3 separate regions of the Mus musculus genome follow, and all the other regions are linked to region 2. Evidence: chromatin contacts called from public HiChIP or PLAC-seq and promoter capture Hi-C data. All regions are on one chromosome and are shown on one strand. Each heading gives the region's core, a stretch centred on a gene start, on an enhancer-like site or on the middle of the called end of the contact. The rest is flanking DNA. Distances are from core to core; before and after follow the strand shown. Region 1 holds the start of Tmem126b (transmembrane protein 126B). Region 2 holds the start of Dlg2 (discs large MAGUK scaffold protein 2). Region 3 holds the start of Tmem126a (transmembrane protein 126A).

Region 1 (4,545 bases), core at 851-3,350, 610 kb before region 2:
ACCACACTTGTCTTCTCTCATGAAAGCCTAAGCCAGTTTGGGAGATTATTTTGGGGCTAAGGGAAGGTAGGAGAGAACAGAAAGTGCTTTAGAAAGTGGAGAAACAACAACAACAACAACAACAACAACAAGTCAGAGTTGGGTACTGTTCCAGCCTGGGAAGAGGGAGTGCACCATAGTTATCTTGGACTTTATGTTGCAATTCAGTTTTCTAGTAGGGCCTAGGGTAGAAAGCAGGCAGGGTCTTTGTCAGAAATAGCTATGGGTTATACTGTGAAGCCTGGACAAAGGGAATGAACTCAGGGTTTGTAAGGTCTCTGTGTCCCATGTGATAAGCCAATAGTTGCCCACATTAAGAACCATAAGAGTTTCACCAAGAGATTAGAAAATCCATTCCAGATTCCTTTTTGAGTTTCTGGCTATACATAAGACTTTTGGGTCTCTGGAAACACTTGTTAAATCCTTTGGTACTATGACATTTTATGTATCTTACGAGTATTCCATTTCATTCAAACAAAGATATATGGACACTTCCTACAAATCCAAAATTCTGGTTTTAAATATTTACTTATTTCATCAGTGAGATGTCTACTGATTCAAAGTTCAGTGCTTTTTATTTTTTGCTCTACATTTTCTAGATTAATCCATGAGAAGTTATAAAGTCAAAGGTTCATTACAGATGACATGCTAACATTTATAAGTGATGAGCATATAATAAGCCTAAAATTAATGAAAAAAAAAATGGAGCCTGACTCCAGGAAATCAACACACACAAAGAATGGGTTCCTTGATCTTCTTAAGGTGGTATACAATTGATCAAAAGACCAGTATTTCTGCCTTAATACAACACAGCATTTAAGTCAGTTCTTTAAGATAGCTGAGAAGGGGGGTGGGCAGAGCAGGCATAAAATACTTTACAAATTATATTTTTTTGGGGGGGACTAGACTTACATCTTTTGCTCCCCCCTCCTTCTGCTATCCAAATGGAAAAATGGAAGAAGAAATAGTATTTTCTAAGGAGGATTCTCTAACCAATCCATCTAGTGTACGATGAAGGCAGATATTAATAGCATCATGGCTAATCAAAAAAACGTAGAGAAATTTTTGTTCTGTTCTCATCCAATTCCCTGAACAGCCCTCTTCACCACCCACAGAAAATTTCCAGGCCTTTAAGACAGCTTTGGGGAAAAGGGTACCCACAATTATGGCTGCAGGACAGTCAATATTGAAATAATCAAAAGCAACAGCAAATATTTTTGGCATCTGGCATTTGCAAGGGTTTCACTACACTCTCCTTAATTAAGGAGATATAGATTATTAACTTGCCCAGAGTTTTTTGTTTTGTTTTGTTTTAACTTATTTTTGTGCTGTTGGTATAGACGCCTGGGCTTCAGGCCTGACAAGTGCTCCATCATCAGATTCCAAGGAAGTCTTTCAGCAAGAACTGAAAATGAAGATTTTTGCCACAACCAACGTTTAATCTGAGAGTTAAGGAAGTTCAAAGTCACTCAACTGATTAGATCACCATCCTTATACACGTTAAGTGCATTTGTGTGGGCGTATGGCCTGCAAAGTGTGTGTGTGTTGTATCTTTAAGTGTATTATTTGACCTTCAGAATTTTATTCAACATGATTTGTCCAGCCGTGGTGGATATTAGGTTCTCGGGTAATCAAAAAAGTGAATGCATTCAAGAAGCCATCATAACCTTGCGTTAAGTCAGAACACATCAAATCAATAAAATGCAGGAGACTTAAACAGAATGAGAGAACTGGAGGTCGGGCCGGGTGGGGTAAGGCGATAAAGTATTTGTAATTGAAGAAAGGTCCTCGAGAAAGAGAAACAAGCTGCATTTAATCGGCGTAGACTTCAGGTCTACGCTGTTCGGAACTAGAGATTTGATTACACTCTACATAAAGTCGGGTTCGGTTCTATTTGCTCAAATCCTTCACGTGCATCATCTCCGAGGAGGCGACCCACACCACCCTAGATTTCCGCCTACCTGGGGTGCTTCCCTATTTCCCTCCTGCACAACACCAGCAACCTTCGACTCGGACCAACTTGGTCGCTGGGACGCCGCCATCTTAGCGCCTCACGTGACTGACAGGAGGGCGTGGCCGGAGCGCCTGGGGCGGGACTTGCAGCTGTCTGACAGCTCGTACCTTTAGTCCGGTACTCCCCCACCCAGTCAAAAGCCGCGCCCTCCAGCCGGGCGGAGGTTGGGCGTGGCGTCGCAGAAGTGCGATCTCTCATTGGCTCCGAGGAAGGCTCAGGGTCAGGGGCCCGCCCCTAGCCAGCCTTGCCTTGTCCTCTGCCAAATTGTCAGCCTGGCCAACCTGAAGGGAACCAGGGGCGGTTCGGGCGCAGGCCTGTTGCTGCGCGCCTTCTTCTCAGGGCGGCTGGGGTAACCGAGCCCTGGTAGTTCCTTCGGCCCGGTCGGTGTGTTAAGGCTGTGGTTTCTAAGGTTCCTCCTCAGAGCCTCCAGCCCGTCTCCCCGGCGCGGCCACAGCAGCACGGGCTAGCCTGCTCTCTACAGTCTTCAGTCCCCATAGTCCACCCTCAAGCCCCGCTTGGAAAGGGTTCAGTTAGAAATATCCCTTTTCCCTGCTCCCCCGAAGAGCCCTGGTCGGCCAGTGTTTTAGGGGTGGATGGTGCTGCGAGGAGGCCAGGCGCGCTTCCGTGCACGTGAAATGCCCAGCAGCGTCTGCCAGACCCGCAACCCCCGACCCTCCAGTCTCCATGTCTTAGGCAAGCCAAATTCGAGAGTTATATAATTTCTAGTGCTGCTGTTTCTCTTGCCCGAGGAAACACTTCATCGCTTGGAGGGTGCAGGACATTTCGGTGCTCTTCTGTATAAGATCGGGGTGTGGGCAGGGGTGGCCAGCGGTGGCAGAGAAATGTCTTTTCTGCAAAAGGAAGGTGGGTAGATTGGAGAGAGACTGAGAAAGGGTGGATGTGGAAGCCAAACAGCTGCACTCTCATTTAGGAAATCGCGGACTATTTGCATAGTGTGTGATTGCATGCCTAATACTACTACAGCGTCTCTGAAAACACCTTTTGGGGAAGGTTTGGTTTCTCCTTTCCAGCAGCCTCAGTGTTTTTCTTCGCCGGATAGGAAGCTGCTTGTTTGCGAAGAGATGGCATGATGTGAATGACTCCAGTGTGAAGAAGTCTGCTTCGCCAAATCATCCTGCATCAAGTGCCCATTGAATAGCACTGTCACTTTAATGTCTCCATGCCAAGGGATTGCCTTCCTTCTTTTCAATCCTCTCAGTTAATACACAGGAGGATCAGGATCTGAGGGGCATTAAGGATCAAGCCTTGGGGGCTTGGAGACCACAGAAGAAAAATAGGAAAGTGACAAGCTGGATAGTGTTTTACTGAGGGGCGAGAAACAGAACCAGTAAATAGAAGGGGGCCTTTGAATCTCTCTTTTGCCCCCAGAAAACTGTCCAAACTCACACACCCCTGAAAAGACTAGAGTAAGACGTTTTTAAAAGTGTTTTTGAAGGGGAAGTTTAAACTTTTTCCTAAAAATTGATGCTCTTTATTACGAACCATGTCGAACATGTATAAATTAATAAGTCAACCGTCCTAAAATTGGTTTGTGCCTTAATTGAGTTAGTTATTGAACATCTAAAAGTGTTGCTGCCTGAAGAGGAGTTTTAGTAACATTTTCTATGCATAAGATAACTTTCTCAGCTTTTAAAACAAGAATATATATTTTACAAAAATTGAAAAACTTGCTATTTTTTTCTTTGAAGACCTTGGGCAGTGTAATGTTTGGTTGTGGAGAAAGGCATCATTTTTTTCTTTATTTGAAATAGAAGACTCAGCCTGGATATCAAGGCTGAACGGTGAAGAGATTTGCAACAGTTAACCTGGTTCCATCTCCATTCAGCTGGATCAAGCAGAGACTGAAACTCAGAGATCTTGAGTCCAGAGTCAGTGGAGAGACCCAAGAATGCCAGTCAAGAAGAAAGGTGGGCTATGAGGTTCATACATAACATATGATTTTCCTTTTTCTTGGCTGTGGTTTTTGTAATTTAAATTGTATTCTATTGCAGGGCAAAATTTTGCCTGGTTTTGAGTAAATATTTACTGCAATGAATATCTGCTCAGTAGTACCTTTTCAGTAATATTTTATTATAGTAAAGTTAAGGTAATACTATAGACATATGTAAATTAATGAACCAGGTAGTTAATGTCACCATTTGTAATCAGAATAGATTCGGTGCTATAGGTTTGGGGTTTAAAGCTCAGTTTAAATAATCTTTTAAAAAGAAACTTGTACAGTGGAGTTTTTCCCCATGAGCTTGATACTTATTGAATGATTATGTAGGTGTAACATAAGGCAACATTTGTAAAATCATAGCTTTATTTCTTATACTTAAAAATAGACTTCATATTTGAGTTTATTCCAGTGTATGTCTTCCCTTCCGTGGTAATTCACAACTTTGATAGTTTATTTTATTATTCAGTAACATGTTTTGGGAAATTCCCTCAAGTAAAGCATATACTTGCTCTTTTCTTCCTTTCAGTAACCC
Region 2 (4,724 bases), core at 51-2,550:
ATTTAGTCAGAAGTGACGACACTTTCTGAACGCTTATCATTAAGAGGGAAGTAGAAAACCTAGCTCTTTAATTCCTCTCTCTGAATTCCCATCTACCCTCTGAAGCATTCTCACCTCACTGCCCAGGAGAGATGCCCAGAGACTGCCAGAGAGCATCAGCACTGCTGCAGGCTCCAAAGGGGAGGTGGCTTATGCAAAACACGTTAAAGAAAAACCCTAAAAGTCACTGCAGCTTTTTCCCTGTGAGTGATGCGGTTCTTCCCTGTTGCTGTGGCAAAGACATCACCAATCTTTTTCCTCCCACTATTTTTACTGCAGTGAGAACTGTTCATGTCTGCTCGCATTTCGCCAGAGAGCTTTAGAATTCTAGCTGAGCATTAGGGCTGCCTGAAGCTGGAAAAAAGAGTTTAGAACCTTGCCTTGGCTGAATAAAAATCCAATTAATTTGCAGTATCTGTTGCTTGTCAAGGATATCAACAGACAGTAAGACCTGAAAATGTTTGTTAATTAAAAATCCCCCCTCCTCGTGGATTCATGGGAATAGAAGTCTCTCTCTCTCTCTCTCTCTCTCTCTCTCTCTCTCTCCCTTCCTCCCTCTCTACCTCCCAGGACCAGCTAAACATTTTATATCATTTTTTCATCCCGCTGGTTGAATTGTCCCCCTGTTTTGTTCCAATCCCATCCTGTATCGCTGATAGTTGTTTATCAACAAAGCATAGCATTGGAGAATTTAGATGCATGGTTTTGTTAGAGAGCCTAACAACTTTAAATATCCCTGGAAGACAGACCTGATGATATGATATCCCAGGACAGGGCAGTAAGAGGTGGTACTTCCTTGCCCTGGAGCTGGCGAGCACCCCTGGTGGACCCAGCTTAGGTTTTAGGGGACTCTATGAGACACGGAACCTTTTGGTCCTGCTCTGTTCCACACAGAGAAATGGAAGAGTGAGGCATGCTTGCAGTGGTTTGTAGTATTTGCCAAACAGGATACTGCATCAGAAAAGCTTGGAATGTAGTGCAGAGCTGTTAGGCTACAAAGGGAAAAGGGTTCCCTCTTCAACCACAGTCTGCCAGATGCAATCCCCTGGTAAAGTATCTAATAGGACAACACTCGGGCTCCCCAGAAATATAAGTAACTCATTGGTTAAATTTCAATTCTTCACCTTTCCCCCCCCCCCTCCTTCCTGAGTGAGCTCATTCCCCCCTCCTTTTTTTCCCCCAGTGATTTAAAATGCTAGAAGGAAAAGCAACTGAGGTTCTAACTTTCGGATGCTGAATCCTCGGCTAATTGAAATTACTGGGCACAATGCTATATATAGCCAATGAAGAGATTCTGAGCTCTCACTCAGTGCCTTCAAGACATGTCGTTTTGTAGTCAGAGGAAACAGGGATCAATGCATTTTCAAACTGACAGAGGGAACGGATGCTCCTTAGCAGCACATGCCCAGGATCGTGTGTGTGGGGCTTGCGCTGTGCTGAGAAGCTGATCACCACCGGCCCATATGCCCCTTATTTACTGCAATGTTCTTTGCATGTTATTGTGCACTCCGGACTAACGTAAAGGTAAGAGGGAGCGAGACGGCCACTGGGCATGATGTACATGTTAAACCAGCTGCAAAAAAATGTCTACCTTGTGTAGCGCCAGGACTTTTCGGATGGCCGGCTGAGCAGGCTGATTATTACAGGTGGTTGCGAAGGCTTTGTTTTATTGTTGCCTTGCCGCCTCCCTGGGGGAGCGAGTCAGAACGCTGTGGTGAAGTGACCTTCAGGTTTAACTGTTTGTAATTCAGGTTCTTGCTCACACTTGGAGGGTGGAGAGGGGGGAGGAAAAGATGAGGATTATTTCCGTAGGCCAGCAACAAGAAACCAGAGGAGGTAACAAGCTATGGATCACGCTGTCAATTAGAATTTAGTCTTTCCCTTTTGAAAGTGCTGTGAACTGTACGTGTGCCTGCAGCTTCATTGTTCTGAGAGCTCCCGGGTTTGAATGTGGAGGCTGGAGTGGAATTAGGATGTGATCTGTGGGGGTACCCGAGCATCCTGTGTGTTGAGAGGAGGATGAGGAGCATCGGGGAATTTGGTGGTATTAACCACACAGCTTCTCAGCTCAGGGTGGGCTGCCGGGTTAGACTGCTTGGGTGCCGCCACCTGGATGCTGTCACCTCGCTGACATTCACTTGCTGGAGCTAATAAGGCTCCAAAGTTGAGCTCAAGTTTGGGAGACTTACCCCTTGTCACGAGCAAGGATGTTATTATTTGAAAGGTTTCTCTGACGCTATTCATTCAGCACGAAGAACCAGAGAGAGCTGCTGTGGGATTCCACTTGCATAGTTTAAGTGAATTTCCACCCCCCCACCCCCCCCCACCCCCGTACCCCAGCTTGAGTTTGTAATTCTAATTGAAGCAGGTCCAAAAAGAAGTGATTGTCTTTGAGAAAGAAAAAAAAAATTAGAGGCAGTTTAAAGCCTAAAATAGGACTTTTGAAAAATTAAAAGTCGATGTAAAGTGTTTCCCTTTTTATTTCAGGAGAGGAAGTGTTTTATGAGTCTGGGTACTAAAGTTTCATTTTGTGTGTTTACAAGTTTTATTGGAGAGCTCCCGGCTGCTCACTTTTGTAAACCTCCTCGCTTTACATTTGAACTTCAAACAGGTAGTATTTATATGTCCACGGTGAGCAGACCTCTCAGCATGGCAGCCTGGAGAGCCTTGAGCAAGCAGAGTTCTGTAGGTTTTACTTCTTACTACTTTAAGAATTCACTTCCTCCCAGGTAAATGTGGTGGGCGTAAGAAACCTCCTGACAGGTTTTAAGAGGTGGAGTTGTATCCGCAAACACGAGTGTGGGTTGTTCTAGTGCCTTCTATTTCAATTTATGCTTAGTTCCTTGTTTAGTAAAGTGGGTGAGTCCTTGTCTTCTCGTCTTTTTCAAAATAAATAAACACATAAATAAACAAAGTGCTTTCTTCAGAAGAAACTTGGTAACTCGCATCAAAGAACACTTGTTTTGAAAAGTAATTATTAAATTTTGGAAAAGAGAGAGAGAGAGAGAGAGAGAGAGAGAGAGAGAGAGAACACTGCAGATCTCCTCTTTGGGAAAACCCCTCCCTTCTGTAACTTCTAACAGCTGTCTGGACAGTTTGAAATTTGTCTTACTTCAACTCATATGGAAAGACTTTTTCTAATGATTTCTTACCTGAACCTGGATGACCTTTTCATAATAAATCCTTAATAACTTGAGTAACCTGTGTTGAATTCTGATACTTTCTGACACAGCAGAAACAGAGATCGTGTGTATTCATATCTGCACTGTATATGAACTTGCTTGTTTATGAATAAATTACCTTTAGTTTTAGGTCTATGTACGTACTTTTTATAAGTGGCTTTTGTACTCTACAATTTATAAGTTTATTTTGTATCCTTCTCTTCTGAAATTTCAAGGTTTGTGAGAATTTCAAAAATGGTCTTCACCTTGGTTTTCACCATATTGGGTACAGTAAACTCTTACCTAGTGTTTTTAGACTTAGTTTTATTTTTATGTCTTAATATAATTATTTTTAATTTCATTATAGTTAGCATTACGTATTTGCATGACTCTAAAAAAGCCTTAGTTATGGTGTATAGTGTCTGACAAATTCAATGTAATATTTATTGCACTGACCCAGAACAAGGTAGTTAGAAATATCTTTTCTGAGATTTATTTTCTGTGCAAAATACAATATTAATGTCATCTTTTATTCTCAAATGATTATTTGACAAATTTGATGTTTTAAAAAATATTATAGCCAGAAGGATTTGGTGGGAATCATGTTCTTTAATGTACTTTAAAAGCTTTCACATATCAATCCAATAACATTAAAACTGGACTGCTACTATGCACAACACACACACACACACACACACACACACACACACACACACACTCACACAGTCTTCTACACATTAGAGTGTAACTTGTGGGTAATTATTATTCATTAATCCTTTAAATGACAGGTATGCTTCATGCACTGGGCTGAAGTAGTAGATATTAATTGAAAATAATTGTTGCTTTGCTGTTGAAGACTTCTAGTTTAGGACAAGACACAGGCAAACAGACCAATGAGTGGTTTGTAGTCTGATAGGACTTTTAAAGGATTTTGGTGAAGGGCATTAATGTAATTGAAAATGGAATAAACATATCACAAGCCAGTTGTGTCTGGAACAACCAAGAGAGATTTCACTGTGAAGTCACCTCTGACTTAACTTGACAGCTAATAGAAATTTGCCACCCTTCCTGCTGAGGGTAGAAGGAGGATGTAGGTGATACACATAGAAACCTATGGGAAGCTGTGAATAGTTGGGAGTGGATGGCTTAAGGGCTGTTTCAAGGCTGAGCAGTGGCTAATTGAAATGATGAGCACCCATCACAATATAGCTTTGAAAATTATGTTATATTTTCATCTCTTTTCTGAAGTAGGTCTTTACACAAAAGGAAAAGGAAAACAAACTTCCAATTAAGAGTATTATTTGTAGTTGATAGTTTTAAGTTGCTGAAGTGATAAAGATGGGTATCATGCTGGCTTGGATTTTGTATTAACATTTTTTTAATCGAAAATGATTAGAACAAATTAATTTGATTGTTGTCACACAAAAGGAAGTATTTGTGATCATTATGTGAATTGCAATTCCTCTTTTGATCTTAAATTGCATGTGTTGTATGAAAAGTACCACTTTGATGAGACAACATAGG
Region 3 (4,742 bases), core at 1,829-4,328, 630 kb before region 2:
CTCTTCCCACTTTCTTACACTAGTCATTACAGCTTCCCCTACCTCATGTAGGTGCTCTGTTTGTATCTCAGGAAACAACTAAATGGGGGTGTCTATGTAGGGGTGGTGGTAACTACTGCTCAGGTACGGATTAGGTTCTCTATTGTAAGACGGTAAGTGCCAACCAAAAGTGGAATTGGTGTGAGTTCACACTAGAAGATGCATCAATCGCCACAGTAATGTTTCACATCTTCTATCTCTAATGTTTCTATCTTCTATCCCACTTCACTAGTGCCTCTTACCTACTTTTTAAATCTATTACCCAAACTGGCTGCATTAGGCAGTAAAGTTAGTTGGATCTGTTTTTTCCTGCTTGAAACCCTAATATAGGGACCTCCTGTGTTTCAGTAACACTGTTTTCCTCAAATATGACAGATCCTTGCTTTGTCATTTCTTTGATCCCGTTTCTGTTCTTCTCTTAGAGGTCATGACCCACTCATGACTGGGTGGAATCAATCTGACAGACAACCTTTGAGTTGCATACCTAGGACCCACACAGAAAGGGAGAAGAGAGACTCCCGACAGTTGCCCTCAGCACAGGTGCATAGACACAGATCAACCTGAAGTTACTGTGACTGTAACCCACTCAGGCTTTCTGATGGGAAAGGAGTTAAAGAATATTCTGTAGAAGGGCACTGTACTATACTACTTTTTAATATCAGCATGCTCCTTAAACTCTTTTTCATCTTAAAGATCTTTAAACATCCATTTCTGTCATCCATCTTGCAAAATATTCCATGGTACTCTTTTTTTTTTTTTTTTTTTTTTTTTTGGCTTTTTCTATACAGGGTTTCTCTGTATAGCCACGGCTGTCCTGGACCAGGCTGGCCTCGAACTCAGAAATCCGCCTGCCTCTGCCTTCCAAGTGCTGGGATTAAAGGCGTGTGCCACCACCGCCAGGCCATGGTACTCTTAATAAAGGTAAACATAGAAATACACTGAGAAGATAAGAGATGGGGTTAACTTGAAAAGGTCTTTTAAGTTATTTATAAATGGATCCATACAGTTTTTTTCACCCCAAAAGCTGAATGGAAAGGTGGGTTCATCAATTAAATATTTCCAAAGTTCTAGTTTCAGTTTCCATAATGAGTTATACGATGCACAAAATGGTTAGTGTCACTGGGCTTCAGGGTGGTTTTTGTTTTTTCATCAAAGCAAAAAGACAGCTCAGTTTCCTTTGGGTATGCATAGTCCTTCAAATTTAAGATAATCTTTTGAAACACTTTTAGGTAAAGACATTTTAAGACTATGGAATCTTACCTGTCTGATTCTGGAAGTTGTTTAATTTTTCTGGATATGATATTAAGTATTAAATCATCTTTGCTAGTACTTGGTTTATGACTTTCCATCTTGGACCTAAAAAAAAATATAACAATCCCAATTTAAAAAGTATATCTAGAAAAAGTCTTTTGAGATGCATAATTATGTAAGAGATGTAGATTAACTTAATGTATATATAGCATATAAGATTTCCCTCTCCCAATACAGCATACCAGAAACCTGAACAAGAAAAGCAGCGCATAAGTTTCTAAGACACTCCACAATCTTGATTTTCTAAGCAATTACTACATACATGAAACATTAAAAAAATGACTTAATTCAGACATGGTGACATGACTGTAGTTGAAACAGTTGGGGGGTGGGCTCAGGGCTGTCCTTGATAATACTGGAATTTGAGGCCAGCAGAGCTACATGAAAATTTATTACAGGAAAACAAAAATCCAAAGAATTTGTGCTAGACAAGTGGGGTGGAGGGGTGATGCAACAGACAGAGCCTCACATCATGAGAGAAAGCCAACATCCAGTAAACAACAAAAACATGAGGTGGAAGCTAAGATAACAGGGATGTCATTAGGTACACAGGTAATTAGTTTCACTTGGAAGCATTCAGGAAAGCTGTGACATCTGCTGGTGGAACTATAAGTTGTATTTCAAGTGTAATAGCCACTTTGTAAAGATGATTAGGTGTCAAGGGTTAGAAAGGGCTCAGTAGTTTTGAGAGAACACTATTGCAAAGAACAAGGGTTCCAGGGGACTGGAATCCTCTTCACCCTTCATAGGCATTGCAGGCATGTGGACACATGATGAAAGATTCGAGCCCTAGCACCCACGTCAAAGCTCACACACAGCTGTAACTTCAGGCCTAGGGTGATCTAATGCCCTTTTCTGGCCTGAGCAGGCATGGTACACATAGGATGAATATCAGTGTAGAATGGTGGATTCGTTTTTACTAGATTGGGCTCTTTAAAAACATACTTCCTGGTGACAGGAAAAAAGTCTGCAACCTGTGGTGATACCTCTACTATTGGGAAGCTGAGGCCGGAGGGTTGTGAGTTCCTGGATGTACTCCAAGACCCTATTTCAAAAGATAAAACAGTAGTAGCAATAAACCAAAACTCAGAAATAACCTGATAATAAATCAGCCTGTCTTGGGTCACCATTCGTATTAGTTAGCTGTGACAGCACTGGAACAATGTCTTACCAAATCTTGGGTACCTGTTGTATATATACAATGATTTGGAAAATGCTGCATGTGCAAAATTCCATAAATCTTGACTTAAAAATTAACCTCGAAAGTAAAATACAGATTTAGCGGTTTAGATCAGGATCCCAGGATTCAAGTCCTGTTTCTTCTTCCTGGTATTATTTCTCAGTTAATAAATCCCCATCAAAGACAAAGACACCTTGAAATACTACAAAGATCTCTGAAAGTTTCTGCATAAAAACCAAGCATCGGAAAATTAAACGTAGCAATTTGTAAATTGGCAGTGATTCTTCAACTCAATCAATTCAGCCAGGTCTTCCCCCTCACGGGTGGAAAGTGAAGACCGGGTCAGCACACACAGCGTTCCCCACCCTCGTGGCCACCCCGCGCCTCTCCCAGCGCGACATTGGCACAGCTACTCACCATTCGGCAGAATGAAGGCAGCTAATGGCAGCCTCCCCAGCCGCCGGTGCTTGCCCGGGTCCTCCCGCGCCGAGTCTACCGCAACCTTCGCTAGGGTCGTCTGAGCTCCATCTTTGGCTCACACGTGACTCTGTCTCCGCCTCTGTTTCCTGTCCACGGGCTTCCGGTCCAGGAGACGCTAAACTGTGGACTAGCGGTGAGGACTGGCGAGTCCGCTATAGCCCATCCCGGGTACAGCCTGCAGAAACAGCGGTGTGGCGGTGGCTGGGCTCGACACCACCCCGCCTGGGCACGCAGCCCGACTTCCGAGTCCCCGATCCTGGCGTAGGTTGCATGGCAGCCGCTAGGCTACGGGCTGATGAAGGCAACGTTGGCAGTGAAGTTAGCCTGAGATTGACTTTTTGCTCCATCTCGCTCTTGGATCTTTGTGCCATGTTATGCTGTGGGTGACTTCCAGCAGAACGTGAGCAATTCCAGAGCGAGTGCTTTTTTTTTGTTTTGTTTTGTTTTCCTCAGCATTCCCCATGTCCTCTAGAACACTGCTTCTGTGAAACAGGGTTAACGGAATGTAGTGAAAAACTAACGGTTCAAAAGTAAGGGAGCCGCACGTGATAACGTACGCCTTAATCCCAGAATTCAGTAGCCTGAGGCAGGGGGATTTCTGTGAATTCCAGGCCAGTCTGGTCTGCGTACAGTGTGAATTCCAAACAAAACAGCCAGGGGGAGGCTTAGGGTATAAGTCAGCACCACTGGGAACCAATGTTGTGAGTTTCCGTCTCAGTTTTCATCTGCATCTGTAAAACAGGAAAGGACAAAATTCTTTACCTGGTTATTTTGTAAAATTGTGAGTAGACTATAAAGACGCTTACCAAACTGAGAGGCCTGGAATTTATCAGAAGACTAATGAGTAAGATCCCTGTCCCGAAAGATTCCTGTCCCGAGAGGCATCAAGTCAATTCTAGTTTTTTTGTTTTTGTTTTTATTTATTTATTTATTTATTTATTTATCTATCTATTTATTTATTTCTAAATAAGACTGTACTCCAATTCCTGTGGAACCAAACCCCGGTCCTCTGCAGGAGCAGCAATTACTCTTAACCAATGAGCGGGGTGTTTGTTTGTTTTTCCCCAGTCCTTTTTACACTTTCCTTGTCCGGTGCTGGCATTAGGGTAGCGCTGACTTATTAGTGTCATTTAGCAACTGTTCACTTTTGGGAGCGTTTGTATCATTTTGATGTCATTTGCTGAATGTTTGGTAGAATCATCACGGGAGACTTCTAAGCCCAGAGTTTTCCTGATTGATAGAATTGTAATATAAATTCAGCATCTATAATAGATATTTCACTGTTCTATGCGTAGATACCTTTTAGATTGAACATCAAAACTTTTCTCAGAACAATTGAAATGTCCATTTGGTCCAAAATTTCAAGCTTATTGGATTAAACTGTTGATAAATATTTCCTTATGTTTTTAATATCTGTGTATCCTGCAGTGACCTCATATGTCTTCTCTTGATAGTGTTTTATTGAATCTTTGAAGCCTGATCAGTCTAGCTAGTGTGATCTTAAAAATTTTTTGTCTGTTTCACTGTTTTTTGGGGGTTTTTTGATGTTGGATTTTATGTTTTCAACTTGAATTTTTCTTCTCTGCTGCTTATTCCTATGTGTTTTCTGCCCCCCCCCCCCCAGTTTTCTAAGGATGTGCATGAATGGGGTCACTGGTGTGAGACCATTTTACTCTTCAGTTTGTGTGTTTATTGTCAGAAATTCCCTTCTAAGGACCTCTTTGTTCCCACA

The links. Promoter capture Hi-C pulls out the DNA fragments that hold promoters and counts their contacts. HiChIP or PLAC-seq counts read pairs in DNA pulled down with a chosen protein or histone mark.
Region 1: a contact with region 2 is called in a promoter capture Hi-C map of hippocampal neurons, with 7 times the contacts expected there. The contact joins the promoter of Tmem126b here to the promoter of Dlg2 in region 2. A contact is called at or near these places in 8 of 39 promoter capture datasets (embryonic stem cells, hippocampal neurons, liver and 2 more), 1 of 484 Hi-C or Micro-C datasets (cerebral cortex) and 2 of 115 datasets of contacts at active chromatin or transcription factors (embryonic forebrain and neural progenitor cells).
Region 3: a contact with region 2 is called in an H3K4me3 HiChIP or PLAC-seq map of embryonic forebrain, with 2.6 times the contacts expected there. The contact joins the promoter of Tmem126a here to the promoter of Dlg2 in region 2. A contact is called at or near these places in 2 of 39 promoter capture datasets (hippocampal neurons and liver) and 3 of 115 datasets of contacts at active chromatin or transcription factors (astrocytes, embryonic forebrain and extraembryonic endoderm stem cells).

The regions. Positions count from the first base shown.
Region 1 is chr7:90,473,895-90,478,439 of GRCm38.p6, forward strand. Tmem126b (transmembrane protein 126B) reads right to left here and starts at 2,101. Exons shown (of 5, transcript NM_026734.2): 1 at 2,001-2,101. The coding sequence starts at 2,081. It also overlaps a transcript of Dlg2 not described here.
Region 2 is chr7:91,089,486-91,094,209 of GRCm38.p6, forward strand. Dlg2 (discs large MAGUK scaffold protein 2) reads left to right here and starts at 1,301. Exons shown (of 23, transcript NM_011807.3): 1 at 1,301-1,563. The coding sequence starts at 1,522.
Region 3 is chr7:90,454,125-90,458,866 of GRCm38.p6, forward strand. Tmem126a (transmembrane protein 126A) reads right to left here and starts at 3,079. Exons shown (of 5, transcript NM_025460.3): 1 at 2,948-3,079; 2 at 1,300-1,395. The coding sequence starts at 1,388.